Linked DNA regions of Manis pentadactyla: region 2 is linked to region 1. A link is a contact called in public Hi-C data. All regions are on one chromosome and are shown on one strand. Each heading gives the region's core, a stretch centred on a gene start, on an enhancer-like site or on the middle of the called end of the contact. The rest is flanking DNA. Distances are from core to core; before and after follow the strand shown.

Region 1 (5,197 bases), core at 357-2,856:
GACAGACACTGTCAAATAAATTAGTTACAAGCTCTAATTAGGACTGGAGCTTAATAAACAAGGGAGGACTTAATCTAGACAGGATTTATTATAAATTGGCATTTTGGAAATAGCTGATACTTTTTAAGATCTTTTAGCATATTTTAGTAATGAATGTAATCAATAGTATAAATTGAAAGGCTGAGATCAAAGTTGTAATGACTAGACAGAAAAAACTTAATGTGATAGGTACAACAGGAAAAACAACAGAAAAATTTTTATGAAAATTCAAAGTTCATACAATCCTGCATTATATAGGATTGTTCCTAGAATAATTTCCTATCCTACATTCGAATAACACAGTGTTTACCTTGCAAAATCATTCAAAATAAAAGTGCTTTGAAGTACTTTACCTGGAAAGTGGTCCTTTTAGTGACTTTTGGGCTCTTTGTATATGCCAAAGTTGTGCTAAAAACTTCGTCGGACATAGTGTTTTTGTTTTTTGTTGTTGGTTTTTAAACTCTTTAGCTTTATAAAATGACTAATTAAGAACAGGAATAATTCAACCTCAGATGATGGCTGAAATATAGAATAAAAAAAAGACTGTTTTGCATGCTTGAGAACTTCCATTACTACCCTTAGTGCTTAAAAACAAAAAAATGGAGAATAAACTGAAAACAAGAAAAACATTACATGAACACTGAGCTACATATTCACTTAAATATGAAAACAGTTCCTGTAAACAAATACAAAATTCTCAAAACTAGCTTATCAAAGTCAAATTAAAAGGTTATCCTAAAATAGCTTTGCGATTATTTTAAGGATGAGCAAATAAATGACTGAAACATATTACTACAGGATGTTGCCAATTAAAATAAAACGCCTCATTTTTCACTTGATCCGAAAACTGTAATAGCATTGCCTACAAAACGGTCATACCTTATTTAAAAGTCTACCAGGAGGGCTGTCAGAATAAAAGATACAACTAAGCAACACCAAACCAAATCAACCCCCCACGAAAAAATACACAAAAAAAGCATTGCTTGTGTACACAGCTACTGAAAGATAAAGATCATAACGCGAAACTACAAATCGCCGCTCTTCCTTCTCACAAGTGTTAATATTGCTAGAGAAACAGAACGAAGCTTAAGCGACGGGCTGCGTTACAATCACTGTACGAGGCGCCGCAAACGTTTCCCCTGGTGGGCGCCGAGGCCGGGCCCTGCCGTCCCGCAGCCCGCCTGGCGCCCGCCGGGGGCAGTCCGGGCCCGGCCAGGAGGCGCCCGGGTCCAGCCCGCGCCGCCCGCGCCGCCCGCCTGGCGTCCGGCACTTCCACGGCCGCGTCCCCAAGAGCCCTCCCCGCCGCATTCCTCGCCCTCTGTCCCGAGACCCTTACCCACTCCAGCCTCTCCGGCGGCGGTCTCCCCGCAGCCTCACCACTGAGAGGCTGGCTTCGGGGAGGAGCTTCTCGCCTCCGCCGGGCCTGCCGGCTTTCGGAGACCAGGCCCGGCCCGAGCCAGGGGGAGGGACAAAAGGCCGAGGTGGGAGGCGGTTGCTAGGAAACAGCATCTCCGGTAGGAAGTGACTTGTCCATCGCCAGGTATCTCGGGTACCGAACGTCGCCCTTGACGCCGACGCGTCGCTGGGGCAACCGCCCAGACGACGGAAATGACGTCAGACCTCTGTGTCTTGGGAGAGGCGAGCGTTCTCGGCCGCCGGTGCTTCCCTGTTGCTGGGGGGGCAGGACCCTCCCAGCTCGCCCTCGGGTGTCGAGAGCCTGGCGCTTGCTGGTGGAGTGAGGGTCTTGACCTGCTGCTTGAGCCACAGCACGTGCATTGTTCTACCAGTTAGGACGTGAAGTTCTGTAAGTCGGAGAAGTGTATTGACAGAATAGGGTACTGATAGTTCAAAAAGAATGGCACAATAGTGACGTTTCCAGGCCCAGGAGTTAAACTGCACGTGGGAATCCTGGCACCCTTCCCTGTACCCGGTTGATGCGCAAGTTAACGTCTTAATGACTCAGTTTAATTTTCTGGGGGGGGGGAAAGATAATAATAATTATAATAGCTACCTTAAAGTGTTGCTGTAAGTATTGACTGAAATAATGCAGGTGGAATACTTGCAAGAGCGCCTGGGATTGCATTCAGTCAACATTAGATAACGTTTTTATGCCACTCAGTCTCTAAGGATAAAAACCCATTCCAAGTATTTCTTTAATGTAAAGTTTCCTCCTTTCTATAAGCAATTGATAGTCCCCTTAAAATCGCCAGTCAACAAATAAGATGATCTAATAAACTGGAGGACAACGTGCTGACAAAACCAACATCTAGTTAGCAGAGACAATCTTTAAATATATATAAAAACACTTCTTTAAAGGCTTTCAAATAACATGGATTTTACTATTTTTAATTTAACAGAAGTGTAATCCTAGTTAAATTTAAAATTAAAAATTCATTTAAATGAATTCATTGGCTAGTAATTAAACTTATACCTGGTATTTTTTCCCATATCCCTAAAATTTAATGATTTTTCACTTATTCAACAATTATTTATAAACAAATCACAATGAGATATAGATTTAATAATGTATTAAAAAACTAAACATGTATAATAAAAAATACAAAATTTAGTAAAAACACCCAAACCTACCCAAACCTATGCTTTTAATGGCATTTGCAATGCAACTTTTTAAGAAGTGTGTTTGGGTTTTGCTGAACTTGTCCTTTTTTGAAAAAGTCAGTTTGATCAACATTTGCTTAATTTTGGTGCTTCAAATGTTTTTGAGTGAGACTCTGCGTAAGGTATTTTCCATTCTCACCAGTTTCTGATCCATGTAATTTATTAATCAACAGATATGATTCTATGTGGTACCTGTGTACACAGTGAGAAGACAGTATCCACATTTCTTATCTTTGAAGTATTAATTTGTTCATGTTTGAATATTTACATTCATTCAGAATACTTCACTTTTAATCCTTTTATCTGATATAGTTCTCATTTAGATGGGATTTAAAATAAAATACACAAAAAATTAATTTAAAGAGCCTTACAGAAAATATCCTATGGTTTCTACAGAACCCACTAGATTTTTATTTTCAACTTAAAACAAAATAATAAAGGATATAAAGCTATATCTTACAAAGCTATAGTAAACTCAATAACTCAGGTTAATTTCTCCACAAGAGTTAAAGCACAATATCCTTCTACTGTTGTCTTATTTTAAGCAGCAGTATATATTTGCTAATATTTTCAGTATAATATGCTACTAAAGCATTACATAATATTTGAATTAATAGTATTTTATCTACAGCATAGTTTACAATACACATATAATTGTTAAATGAACTCATGAGTAAACAAATTGCATTTTAAACTGAAAACAATTTTTGGAACATTCCAAAAGAAGCCCACAGGTACTCAATTAAAAAAAAGTGAAAACACTGCAACACTCTAAATTTCAGTAGTTTATGTAAATTTTCCTCTTTATTTCATTTTCATTTTTCTAATATATATTTGATCTCAGAAGTATTTGCAAAGCAAACTTTTTTGAGTTTAATGTAGTTTTCATTTCTGAGCCTTGCCTTCACACAGTCATTCACTCACTCATTCATTCATTCATTCATTCATTTAGTATACATACACGTATCAATAATGTTCTGGGTCAGACTTTGTGAATTCAAGTGTAACCAGAGTAGGTCCCTGCCTTAGAAATCCCACAGGCTAGAGATAGCTGAAAACCTTGGTAAACACATGATTATCTATCACCGTGATGATTTCTCCATAGAAGTACAAAGTAAGAAGCTTTCATGAGAGGAAAGAATTCTTCCTGGAGGTTCTACAAAGTTTTCACAGACAAAGTAAGTTTGAATTGACTAATGAGGTTAGGAGATAAGGAGGAGTAAGGAATTTATTTGAAGCACCAAGTTTGTGGTAATCTGCTATGGCAGCAATATGGAATTAATACAAACTCCATACCATATTTTCTACTCATGTACATAACATTTTCAGTCAAATTTCTTGTTCAGAATGGGAAAAGCTGAAAGTATTTACGTAATTCTATCTTATTATAGTTAATACGTCTTATTTCTGTTGGTTCCTGCTACAATGCGAGGAAACTGGGACAATCATGGCCTATTCTGGGGCTAAAAGCTAAGGTTAGTGGGGGTCTTAGTCTTCCAGGCATTGGCTGGATAATTAATGAATTGCCTTGAAGTAATTGCTATCAAATTAATATTTTAGGTCATAGGAAAAATGGGAGAAACTAGGAAGTGTCATGACTTGACTGTGATTTAAAAAGGTCATTTTGGTGATGAGTTGAAGGATGAATTGAGGACCAAAGGAGCTGGAAGAAGGCTCCATGGAAGGGGTCACCCAGGCAGCTCAGGAGAGATGCCACCCAGACAGGGAAGAAGGCAAAGGCAGTGAAAATGGAAAAGAATGGATATGTGTCAAGGTACTTTCTATAATACGATTGATAACATAGCAAAAGTCGTGTGTGTAGGGGAAGCAAAAAAGGAAGCAGGGAAAATCTGATGCCGGATTTGGGCTCACTGAGTTGGAAGTGCCTGCAGTGGTAGGCGTAGGTGTGAGGCTGGTAGGATGAGGGTGGGCGCAGAAGGGACGGAGGGCGGAACCCTGAGGAACATCAAGCAGGCAGGGGTGAGCAGGGGCTCTGGGAAGCAAAGAGCAGGATGGCACTGCCCGAGAAATGGAGGAGAATGGTGCACCAGTGAAGGAGCGGCCAGTGTTATCTAGTAGTTAAGCAGCTGGGATGGAAACTACAAGTTTGCATCTGTCAGTGCGTACACCATACCCTAAGATCTGTGCAGTGCTGAAGGCACGGCAGTTTCCCTGGAGGGTCTCTTAGGTGAGCTGGGACCGGCTCTTACTTGCTCAGGGGTCTATTGCACAAAGCCAGTCCCAACTCTTAGTTCAGCAACATTGAGCTGCTAGCTTGAAACCGGTCATAATAGAATTATTTTAAATTTGCAAGCAATACAGCACTACACTTCCGAGAAATCCTTTCCATCACCTACTTCCCTCCCACCTACCCCAGAGTTAAACATTTAAGCACTCAGCTAGATCAGAAGGAAGGTGAGGAAAAATTGCATTAAGTCTAGAGGTGAATGGGAGATGAGGGAGTGGGACTCAGAAAGAAACTGACATTCTTTCCAGATGTTAGTGATGAAGAGAAAGACAAAGTTATGGTAACATCTTA
Region 2 (5,458 bases), core at 2,189-4,688, 440 kb after region 1:
CATTTTGTGTCCCCACACTTCTACTCAGTGGTTCCCTTGGGTTTTCCTCATCTCCACCTAGAAACTTCCTAGTCATCCTTCAATACTCAGACTTCCATGATACAACAGAGACTGTCCCCTGTCCTCTGTGCAGTCAGAGCCCTTGCAGATACCTTTAGTGTAATGTAAAATTACCATATGTACTGCATTAGAATTGTTTATGGCTTCTGTCTTTTTAGTTAATTGATAAACTTTTTAAGTGCAAGGATCTATACTTTTACATTATACTTTTACTATTCAACAACAGGGTTTGGTATGTTGCCTAGCATGTAACTATGGAAGGATAAAAGGAAGAAAAGGAGGAAAACTAAGAAATTAATAATCTTCTTTGACCCCCTAAATTTCTGTTTTTAAGTAAAATTTTGAAACTTCACTAGCTTTATGTATATTAAATATCACTTAACCAAACTATTTCAGTCATCCAAGAAAGGTTAAACATAGCAAAGTTATAGAGACATATTATTAGAAGTAATTTTTACCTGTTTAAATTACAAAACGTCACAGCTGGGAACTCGATCTTTTCCACATACTGAACCTCTACGGCTGTTGTGGTCGGCCATGTGAAGTAGTTAGCCAAGCGACAATGGATCTGCCATATCACTACTGAGACTGAGCCCAGGACCACCACCAGCCAGATCACCTTGCGAATTCTGCTCCGGTTCCGAACAATATTATGTATGCCATGAAAGGAAGTGGAGATGGCAAAGTCATGGTCAAACTTCTCTCGGTCAGTGGGAGATGGTAGTGATTTCTTTGAAAGGCAGAGCTTTATCTTTTCCAAGAGTCCTTCATTTTAATAAAATGATTAAATAAGCAAACAAAAAAGTAATGAGGTAAAAACCTTAATGCTATTTGTGAAAAACACAACGCATATATAAATTAGAACAGGCTACCCTTTTTATGTGTAATACATAAGGAGCCAAGTTAATCTGCAGTTGCACGGTATTTTTAGGTATCAAGAAATAGAAGTGTTGACTGCATGGGTCTAATAAGAATATGCTAATTATATTCAGAATATGCCTCTTGCTAATGCAAATCTATTAGTGCCATAAGATTGACATGCTGTTACTTTCAATTTCAAAACCAACGCACCTTGAGTGGGTTGCTTACCACAACTCATAACCTATAAAATATTAACTCTAATTTAAAATGACTTCTTCTAGCTGAAGAATCACAAAGTCCCTTAGATGTCACAAACAAGATTAGGCTGATTCTTCTGTGTCACAAGTGAGGTTAAAAAAGGATTTGATTCTTCAATTAATCTCAGACATACGGTGGTGTATTGTACGGCTGAATGTAATTTCCATAGCTTTCTATGCTTCAGTACACAACTCTTCTATTTCATTTGGTTCTTTAGTCAGAATGTTTAAAGTTGCATTATTGGGTAAGTAGTCTATTTTCTACCTCCTTAAAATGTGTATTCATCCCCTTAAGACTATCAGTAATCAACCAAATCATATTTATCACTATTAATAAGGATTGGTAAAGGGGACCCTAAAATTTTTATGGCAACATATAGCATATTCAGAATTTTCTTTTGGTTTAATGTGTTTTCATTTTTCTGTAAGAGAAGACATGGAGAATTCCTGTGCCCAGGGAAGGATGTAATACAGTTCCAAGGATGAGGTGGGCTTTGAAACAGAGAGATCAGGCTTCTGGTCTAGGCCTTGCCTCTTGTAATCTCTGCTGCTTTAGCCAAGTTTCTTAATCTTTCTAATACTTTATTGCTCTCCTGTCGAATGGAAGCAGCAGACTCAAGAGTTTGTTGTGAATATTAAATAAGTTAATACCTGGGAATGGCTGGGCACACTACCTGGACCATAATACATACTCAGTTAGTGTTAGTTATTTTTGTTATCTTGCTAATTAGTAATTATGTGGTAAATGGTAACAAATTCAGGGAATTTTTAAACACTGTCTAAAATTCTCATTTAAGAAATGAGCAAGAAATAAGTTCTTAATGGCCTAAAAAATACTCATAATTGGGTGAATTATCTTTTATATCCTTGGCTTCAATTCAAGAAATATTTTCTGTCTGCTAATCAGCATTTATTTACTTTTAAAAGCTTTCAAGTGTTACTTATCATTAAATTATTATTTATTACTTCATAAGTCTCCAATCAATTACCTAAGCTTAAGTCATGGGGTATATAATGATATATCAAAGGCAACTATGAACATTTTCTAAGGGAATCCATTTCATTTGCAAGGTGTTAGGACATGATAACAAATTATATTATTATTATTATTGTACAGAAACTATACACTAAGCAGAAAATTGTGTATTAATCTGATAAGCTTGAATTTGGAATAAAATTTTACAAAAACCCTGCATATAACTTTCAATATGGAATTAAATTGGGGCATTATTTTATATATATATGTGTGTGTGTGTGTACATATTCATATAATATATACACATGCAAAGAGAGAGAAAGAGAAATTGACAAACCAACCCAGTCCCAGGGCAAAATCAGAAATGTAAGAAAAGCTATTATTATTAATCATCATCAAAATAAATTTAATAGTGCTTTTGGTTGAATTATTTATCCATTCCAAGCACATATGAAGAACTGACTCTGACAGGAGACCTCAGCCTCTGGGTAGCTGGCAGCCTTCTAGTATAGATGCCTAAGCAGTTCGAAGGGAAGAGTAAACTACTAATTGGTAAATGGCCAAACAAAGTACTGTTGGTTACAAGCATTACACCCAAAAATGTAAGTTTCAAGTTGATCTATTTACGTTTTGAAAGCCTTCGTCTTTACTGGGGTCTTCTGAGCCATTTGGGTTTTCAAAGGGTTGGGGTTGTTTCTAATATTATTTTAGATGAATAGTGAAGAAACAAGGTGGTGTACTACTATGAGGAAGATTAAAATTGGTTTCTTAAGGGGCCCACCAGCCTGCAGAGCAGGAAACTTCTTACCTTCCTGATAGAGTATATACTGGGTGATTTTGGCAGGTGGCCCTTGCATTGATACTGATCCTTACAGAAACATTTTGAGGAATGTCAAACAAGTTTTGCTGTATTTTACAATATCACTTGTAGGCACATGATAAACAGAAACCAAAACAAAGTAAAACTAAAAAACAGATTCTAGCCCATAGTAATATTTTACAGCTATTTTCAAATCCCTCATATACATTCTCCTTTTCCTAAGCAGGTGTATTATTGATATTTTATCGAAGTAATATTAGAAATCAAATTTCCCAAAAGAAAAAGATAATCCCCCTTTCCCTTTGCTAATTTCTAGCCTTTAGAAATGAAAATTGTTAAGTGTTCTGCGCTTTTGCTCCTTACCTTTCTTTGCATATGCTTGTGATTTCTCAATCTGCTCCATTTGCAATGTCAGGCGGCAGGAGGCCTTGGCGTGTATTGAATTTTCATCAATAACCATATTCATTTTGTGGCCTTTATATAAAATACAACAGTTGAGGTTGTAAAACGTGGGGAGCAATTTAAATGTTTGTGTTGCTATGTTTTGCCTCATAAAACACATAATCTGCAAAGCAAAAATGCTGGCAGAACCAGCTATGGGCATTTATGCACTGATGGAAAGCTATGGATAGAGTGAAACCAAAAGATAGAATTAGGGAACCATTTTCTCAGAATTAAAGGGAAAATACTTACAAATATCTGTGGTTTTGGAGTTGTTCCTGACCAGGCTAGTGATATTCAAATGACTCCCCTTGGAGAGCTCTCCTTAGCTTTTATTTCTACCTCTTTCTCTATACCACTTTAAATTGAAATGCAATTAGAATGAAATCTTGGGAATAAAGTTATTGAACTGGTTGAAGTTTCTTAGTAATAGATTAAGCTGTCTTAAACAGAAATAGTGACAAAATAAAACACTAGAAAATATTTTCTCAAGAAGAAATGATTGCTGAAAGCCATACAAATTCAACAGAGCACAAAGACCAATTATTTGTTCATATTAACATTTTTGAGAAATTGTTAGAATTTATTATAAAAAATAATAAACTGGTGAATGTGCATTCGGGTGTATAAATAGCACCACCTCTTGACACAACTGAGGAATTGCATGTATGTCTACTTGGGGCATTTTAGAATTGCCAAGGTAATATTTTATAACTACATAACCACTAACCATTAACTTGGTTAGATATAATATTTTACATAGATTTCCTTGGAAACTTAGTACTATAGGTTAAAATTAGTCTTATGGGGAGGCGCTAAGAAGTTTCAAGGGAGGTAAATGGATGCTCTGGGAAAGCTTCCACAACTATCAAATTAAAGATTTCAGGAAGAGGGTCAGTGTCATGATGTATGAGTTTCCCCATTAAAACTCTCTTCTTTGGGGTTAAAAATTACAATTACAACTTCAGCTAAAGATTTTTAAAATTCAGGTACTCCTGAGAGGAACGACAGCTAACTAACTCACCCCTCCACCCTTCCTTCCCTTGGCTGTCTGCTTTCCTTTCTTCTTCTTAACGTATTTCCACAGTGCGCCTTATGGTGAATAAGGTTACAGATCAGTGTGCTAAGTAGGCCAGTAATCCGTCATTCACTGCTTGAACTTCTAAGGGCAGAGACAGTAGCTGACTCAAGCCGGGGCGAGACTAAGGCAGTGGGACTAGTACCGAGAGAGTAGGCGGCGGGACAGTAGCAAGGAAGGCAGGGAGAGGGCGCAAGTCATGGAAGAAAAATGAAGAGAAAAACAGAGGGTCTTCCAAAGCTCTATTTTATCTGCTTCACAATTTAACCAAGGCTCAGGAATAATCAGACATTTTCTTTAAAAAGTTCATTTCACGTTTTCACTTCCTCTTTCTTCTAGCCCACAACCTCTAGTTACTTCCCTACTGTGCCTTTGTGCATTACAGGGGGAGAAAAAGAGTGAACCAGAGAGAAGGCAAGAAGGCAGGCAAGATCTCTCCATTTCTTGCCCACCCTTTATTTGACAAAGAATAAAGAAAAGAAAGTATCTTCTTGTTTTTATTTGCTCAAACTAGTTCCTTCCTCTCTTCTGTGACATTTAAAAGTGATGAATGTTTCTTCTTGATTGCCCTGATCTGATACTTTCTTATTTCTCTTCTACTTTAAAATGAATTTACCGACACTGTTTCCTTTTCTTCTTCTCTCCTCAGTCATAAAATTACTCGACTCTCACTCCTCCATTAGCGACTGTGAGTAAATTCGAATTCCATCTTTGTCCAGTGAAGAAACATCCCTGCTATTTGCCTTCATCTTCCATTTGAAATCAAAGCCCAGTAACCCATCCCATAATCTCTTGTTTCTTTTTTGCTGTACAACTTGAACTCTTTACGTTATCTCATGAAAAATGCACACGGAGGCTCCCGCTTTCCTTCCTCCTACTCTCCCTCCTTCTTGCAGCTGATTTGCAGAGCAGGTACATTTGGTAAAAGAGATTCAAATTCCTTCAATCACCATTCCCCAACATGC

The links. Hi-C and Micro-C count contacts between places; a contact is called where the count stands out from the background.
Region 2: a Hi-C map of skin fibroblasts shows a contact between it and region 1, with 7 times the contacts expected there. The contact joins the promoter of ASIC5 here to the promoter of MAP9 in region 1. A contact is called at or near these places in 2 of 3 Hi-C or Micro-C datasets (fibroblasts and skin fibroblasts).

What each region holds. Positions count from the first base shown.
Region 1 is chr1:26,618,044-26,623,240 of mManPen7.hap1, forward strand. MAP9 (microtubule associated protein 9) reads right to left here and starts at 1,607. Exons shown (of 14, transcript XM_057496930.1): 1 at 1,376-1,607; 2 at 393-558. The coding sequence starts at 467. LOC118913749 (a long non-coding RNA gene) reads left to right here and starts at 1,693. Exons shown (of 3, transcript XR_005025316.2): 1 at 1,693-1,843.
Region 2 is chr1:27,051,817-27,057,274 of mManPen7.hap1, forward strand. ASIC5 (acid sensing ion channel subunit family member 5) reads right to left here and starts at 3,439. Exons shown (of 10, transcript XM_036887879.2): 1 at 3,338-3,439; 2 at 519-825. The coding sequence starts at 3,434.